Linked DNA regions of Mus musculus: region 1 is linked to region 2. Evidence: chromatin contacts called from public promoter capture Hi-C data. All regions are on one chromosome and are shown on one strand. Each heading gives the region's core, a stretch centred on a gene start, on an enhancer-like site or on the middle of the called end of the contact. The rest is flanking DNA. Distances are from core to core; before and after follow the strand shown.

What was found. Promoter capture Hi-C pulls out the DNA fragments that hold promoters and counts their contacts.
Region 1: a promoter capture Hi-C map of erythroid cells shows a contact between it and region 2, with 16 times the contacts expected there. The contact joins the promoter of Senp6 here to the promoter of Myo5a in region 2.

The regions. Positions count from the first base shown.
Region 1 is chr9:80,065,490-80,068,529 of GRCm38.p6, forward strand. It overlaps Senp6 (SUMO/sentrin specific peptidase 6), which reads left to right and starts at 1,414. Exons shown (of 24, transcript NM_001311110.1): 1 at 1,414-2,083. The coding sequence starts at 2,035.
Region 2 is chr9:75,069,730-75,072,460 of GRCm38.p6, forward strand. It overlaps Myo5a (myosin VA), which reads left to right and starts at 1,477. Exons shown (of 41, transcript NM_010864.2): 1 at 1,477-1,930. The coding sequence starts at 1,904.

The sequences.
Region 1 (3,040 bases), core at 164-2,663, 5.0 Mb after region 2:
CTCAAGGGGGTGGGGAGGGCTTTGTTGGAAAATACCAAAAATACCAGTTAAGTGGAAAGTCAAGACAGTTTTCTAGGAGCCTCTAACAATAGCATATTTGCATAGAGGGTTCCAGCAATGGTCAGGGTGGGTCAGGGTGACTTTCTTTGAACAAACATGCCCTGAACCCAGGAAGCAGGTTGCTGGAGGAATGCCGCTATTTGTTTTATGATTAGCATACCATGGAGCATTGAGTCACAAAGGTCACATTCTCAAGCCTGGGCCTAAAGGCCTAGAATCTTTTGTTTTTTATGTTTCACTTTTTCACTCAAAGGGCTGGAGAAATGGATTCAGCAGTTTGGTTAGCCTGGGTACCCTCTTCCGGCCTCTGAAGTAACTACAAGAAGCAGCTTTCCCACCCTAAATGCAGGCAAAACACCCTCCCCCCAACCCCACCCACTTTTTTTTTTTTTTTTAAAGAAAAAATGTAGCCGGGCAGTGGTAGCGCTAGCTCACCTTTAATCCCAGAATTTGGGAGGCAGAGGCAGGCGGGTTTCTGAGTTCCAGGACAGCCAGGGCTACACAGAGGAACCCTGTCTTGAAAAAACCAGAAAAAAAAAGAAAGAAAGAAAGAAAGAAAGAAAGGAAGGAAGGAAGGAAAGGAAAGAAAAAAATGTTTATTAGCTGACCACACAGCTAAGGGGCTTGAATTTCTGTAACTTTTTTTTTTCATTTTCTGCATTTTTCATGGATTTGTTGTTGTTGTTGTTGTTTTTGAAGACAGGCTCTTCCTTTGTAGACCAGGCTGGCCTCCATCTGACAGAGAGATCCACCTGTCTCTATCCCTTTATGGACTGGGAAAAACCTACACCACTACATGGGGTTTGTAAGAAAAAAGAAGAAAAAAAAAAGCCCCTCAAATTGTATCATAGTCTACTGTGTTCTCTCCCCCCCCCCCCTCTCTCTCACACACACACACACACACACACACACACACACACACACACAAAGTGTACTGGCTCAATCATATCATATATGCATTGTTTGGAAGATGGATGTGAACACAATTTTATTTTCCAATTACCTGGCTTCATTTTTTTTTTTTTTCCTTCCCATGGCACGTTTTAAATTCAGGGTCAGACAAGAACTTGGAGCGTTTCTTTAGAATTTGTGGTGCGACTCGACCAAATAGAATACCTGGCCGGCAGGCTGGCAAGCGCTCGCAGGCCGGCTCTGCCATGGGGGCCTTCCGAGGAAGGGGTTTTTGTTCGTCCCTCGCCAAGGCCGGCCAGACAAGGCCACCCCAGGCCGGCAGGACGACAGCCCCCGGCTCGGGTTCGGCCGAGCCCGGAGGGGGGCGAGCAGGGACCCGAAGGGAGAGAGAGGCTCTGGGGCGGCGGCGGCGGCGGGGCGGGCCCGGAGGCCGGTGGGGGAGGAGCGGCGGCGGGGCTGCTGTGGCGACCGACGCGCGGCGGTGGCGGAGACCCACCCCCGTCCACATGGACAGTCGCCGAGGCCTGGGCTGATGCTCTGACGCCTGGGCGGGGTGGGCGGGCGGCGGCGGCCACTGCTGGAGCAGCGAGGGGTCGCGGGCGCCTCACGGTCGCGGAGCCCTCGCTCGGCTCAAGCCGCTGCGGCCATTTTACGGCCCGGGACGTAGAAGGCGTGTGAGCGTTCGCTCCGTTCTCCGTCCTCCGGAGCCAGCGGCGGAGCGGGGCGGAGGGGAGCGGAGGGAGCTCCTCAGAGGCCGGCGCGGCCCGGTGGATGGGGAGTCGTGTGCCGAGGGGAGCCGGGCCCGGGAAGCGCCGCCGCCGCCGCTCACGGTCCCCGGTAGGCGCCTGAGGAGAAGCAGCCCAGGCCGTGGGCCTCGCCGCCTCCCGTCAGGCCCGCTTTTGTGTGGGGGGCCCGGCCGGCGGGGAGCGCCCCTCGCGGAGGTCGAGCCCGAGGCCCGCCACCCTGCGGCTGCTACCCTCCCGACGCGCGGCCCCCATTCCCCGCCAGCACCGCGCCGGTGTCGGCCATGGAGTAAGAAGGAGGCGGCGTGGAAGGAGGAAGATGGCGGCGGGCAAGAGCGGTGGCAGCGCTGGGGCTCTTTTCCTGAAAGGTACGCTCGGGTCTCCCTCGGGGGAGAGTCGGGGGCGAAATTCGCCGACACCGGGGTGTCTCCCACCCCCGGGCCGTGATACTCAGCTCTCTGCTCCGGGTGGGCTTGGGGCCGCGGGGGCCACGGGGGCCCGGACGGCCGATGGCCCGCTGGGAACGCGCTGCAGGCGCGCCGACTTCGGGTCCGCCCGGGCCAAGGCTCGGGCAGGCCGGCGCGAGGCGGCGCGGTGGTAGCGCAGCGAGCCGAGGCCCAGGGCGGCCTGCGAGGGGCGCGCCGAAGGCTTGGGCTCGCTCCCACCTCCATATTCTCGATGGGTGCCTAGTGGGTGAGGAGCAGACTTCGTCCGCGTCTTTCTTAAGCGTTCGTGGAAAGTTTCAGACCTAAGCTTGGTTGAAACTGGCCGATCCAAGGAGGCAGGGGGAGAGGTGGTGGTTAACACTGCCCTGTGGTTAAAAGCTCCCAGGCTAGCCGCTGCCCTCGGGGTGCAGGTTAGACCCGGCGGTGCCCCGAACTCCGGTGAGATGTGTTTGGTTGTTTATACTTTGTAAAGCAGGTATGGGAGGTGGAAAAAAAAAAAAAGAGAGAGAATGAGCTTCCAAGTGTCGGTTTGGAGACAGCCGGGGAAGGTAAAAGAGTTAGGGTGTGTTCCCATTTTTAGTCGCTTGTGAAGCAGAGTTAACTATTTCAGTTGGTGGACCAAGCCGGCTTAAAAGGTCTATTTTGGTTTGGTGTGGTGGTAAATGGATAACGATACTGGTTTTTGCCTATGGCTGTAAAGGGACTTCCATAATACAGGTACATTTAGTTGCAGTTGTGAACCGGGAACGTAAACGTTCATTCGACTTTAAATTTCCTGGTAATCGGATTTGTAAATATGTTTAGGAAAATAAGTCCGCGTTCAGTAATTGTTAAGTATATTTACTCTTTGGGGGTAATTGCAGGATTTTGTTTTCTAGA
Region 2 (2,731 bases), core at 227-2,726:
TTTCTCCTACCCCTCATCTTCTCTTTCTCTTACATCAGGGTGGTTGAAAGTATGTCTTTGAAAATTTTGAAAGAATGATTCCAATTTTATTTTTGTTCATGTAAATAAAAGTCACTTTTATAAGAACTCTCAGAGTTTTGAGTGTTTTGGTTCTTCCTACCCCCCCCCCCTCCGACTCACCAACCCATCATACTCAGTATTCCTCAACTGTCCTGACCGGTAGCTAATATCTAGAGGGTAAGGAAACAGGCACCTTCTACAGGCATGAAGGAAGTGTAAGAGACAGGAGCTCAACTCATTGCTTTGGATGCTCTGCTGGCTCAAAGTACATTTTGTCTCCTTTCACAGGCAGACAAAGAAAGGATGGAATCCAGAAACATCAAAGTGGTGAACAGTCTTCCTTCAAATACCCACCTCATGTTCAGACATAACTAGGGAGTCAGGCTTGTGCTTTGACTGCCATTGTACTGGTCTCAGAACCATGTCTCTAAAATTTCACCATTCACAAGGCAGAGGCAGGAGGATGGCGAGTTTGAAGAAAACCCGGGCTGCTTAGTGAGACCTGTCTCAAAACCCAACAAGCCAAACAATAAAACTGGATTCCCATGATAGGCACTGGCCACAACTTAAGGTTTAAAGAAGGAAGATGGACACATTTTAAAAGGCTAAAAATTTTAAAGAGTATTCCAAGTGAGCACGAAAGTGTGGCTGGAGAGAACATGTTGGGATGAAAAAGACCACATTCCTGTGTCCGTGTAAGGGCACGGAATAGACTGCGTCAAGACTGCAAACACTTGAGTTTCTCTCAGTAGGTTGCCGTTTTCAGGTGACTCCAGGATCAGCATCAGGTAGTGCTGTCACGATCAGCAGAACAAAGGTCTCATTCTGAATGGTGGCGAACCTATGTAAACGCCCAAGTCTAAGATGGGCCATTTCCCAGTGCCATCTTGTTTTCAGGTTCATTGGAGTTTCTGTGTGTTAGAGGCCACCCTATGTCCTTGCATCACCAAGGGTGCAAACCCAAATGCAGAGTGACCTTGAGCATCCTTCAAATTCCGGGTGGTGCAGCTTCCCGCCCTGCCGTGAGCAAGTCTCTTCTGGAGTTGCAGGTTCTCAGAAAGGCCTTTCCCGAACCCTCCCCTACCTCAAGTCCTCTCCCTACAAACAGCAGGGCCAGGAGGAGCAGCCTTGAGGCTGCCGGGTCTACGCGGGCACTCTAACCGTCGCTACCTCGAGCGGGACGCGCTCCCTCACTGCCCCACCTTCGCGCACACTGTGGGGGGCCACTCCGCCAAAGCAGGTTTGGGATGCCAGCCGCATGGGCCGAGGATGCTCGGTGCCCGCCGCCGATGGGAGGCAGCGTGAGCCCGAAAGAGCCGGGAGGGATCGCGGTGGCAGCGCTCGAGCGCAGCCTCCTCCCGCTCCCACAATGCACAGGGCGGCGGCGGCGGCGGCGGCGGCATCGCGCGCCGCGGAGGAGACAGAGGAGGCTACAGAGACCAGGCCTCTAAGGAGGCGAAGCGGCTGAGGAAACTGAGGGAGCGAGGGGGCGCTGAGGACGCGAGGCGACTGAAGAGACCGCAAGGGCTGTGTGTGTGGACCAGGCGGCTTGGGGAGACTGAGGCGGCGACGGCCGCGGAGGCTGGTACCCGAGTCCCCCGAGCACGCGCCTCGGGCTCACGCGGCCGCCGAGCCCTGGAGGTGATGACTGTCAGGCTCCCGCCCGCCGCTAGCGCCTGACGCGCCCCGCCCCGGCCCGCCCGGGCCCGCCCGCCAGCTTGGCCCGCCCTGCCCGGCCCGGCCCTTCCCCTGCTCCCCGCCCGCCACCGTTTCACCCGCGCGGGCGGCCGCCACGCGAGCTGCGGCCTCCGCCTAGGCGGGGGGCGTCGGCGCTGGGCCCGCCATGGCCGCGTCCGAGCTCTACACCAAGGTAACGCGCGCCGCAGAGCCTTGTCCTGGGGAGGGGTCGCGCGGCCGGGACCGTGGCTGTAGGACCGGCAGGTTCCACCGGACTGCACCCCACTGCCCGGCTGTACCTCCTTGCCCGGCTGTACCTCCCTGCTCTGCCTCCCGAGCCCATTTCGGATGGGATGCTCTTGGGCAGATGCTCGGGCCGCTCTCCCGGGACTCGTGCTTAAAATAACGTCCTGTGCCGGTATGCGCCAGGCAGCAGCCTCTCGGGGAGATTATTTCGGATTCTGCAGTTATGGCCAGTCCGCTTTCACCTTTAGCTGCCGGGTTCTTGCCATTTGCCCTGGGGTGCGGAGCCTGTGGGAAGATGCAGCCCGGAGATGGCGAGCTTATTCTTAGGCTTCTTGGTGCCTGGGAGTTTGCAACCTGCGCGTTATCCCCGAGAGCCTCGTTAGCTCTGTGTCCTCACCCTCCTTTCCGGCGAGCCTTTCCCTTTTGGTCTTCATTTAGGGGAAGTGGCAGCCTTTTCAATCTTAAACCGACGCCCATATTCTCAGGGTCTGGTAATCTCTGAATGGCGTATTTTGGAGAGACTGTTTAGAAAATCTGTGTTGGGCAGTGTGTGGTGTATGCATTCATGGTATCTTATGTTACGGTTTCAATGGATGTTTTGCCAGCTAATGATTATTAAAATTACCTCTAATTCCACTCAACAGAATTGCCTTAACTTTTCAAGTTCATGTTTTTACATTTTTACCAGAATCTCTTTCTTCCCGTCTCTCTCTGTCTCTGCCTTTGTCTCCCTCTCAGGCACGGAGAT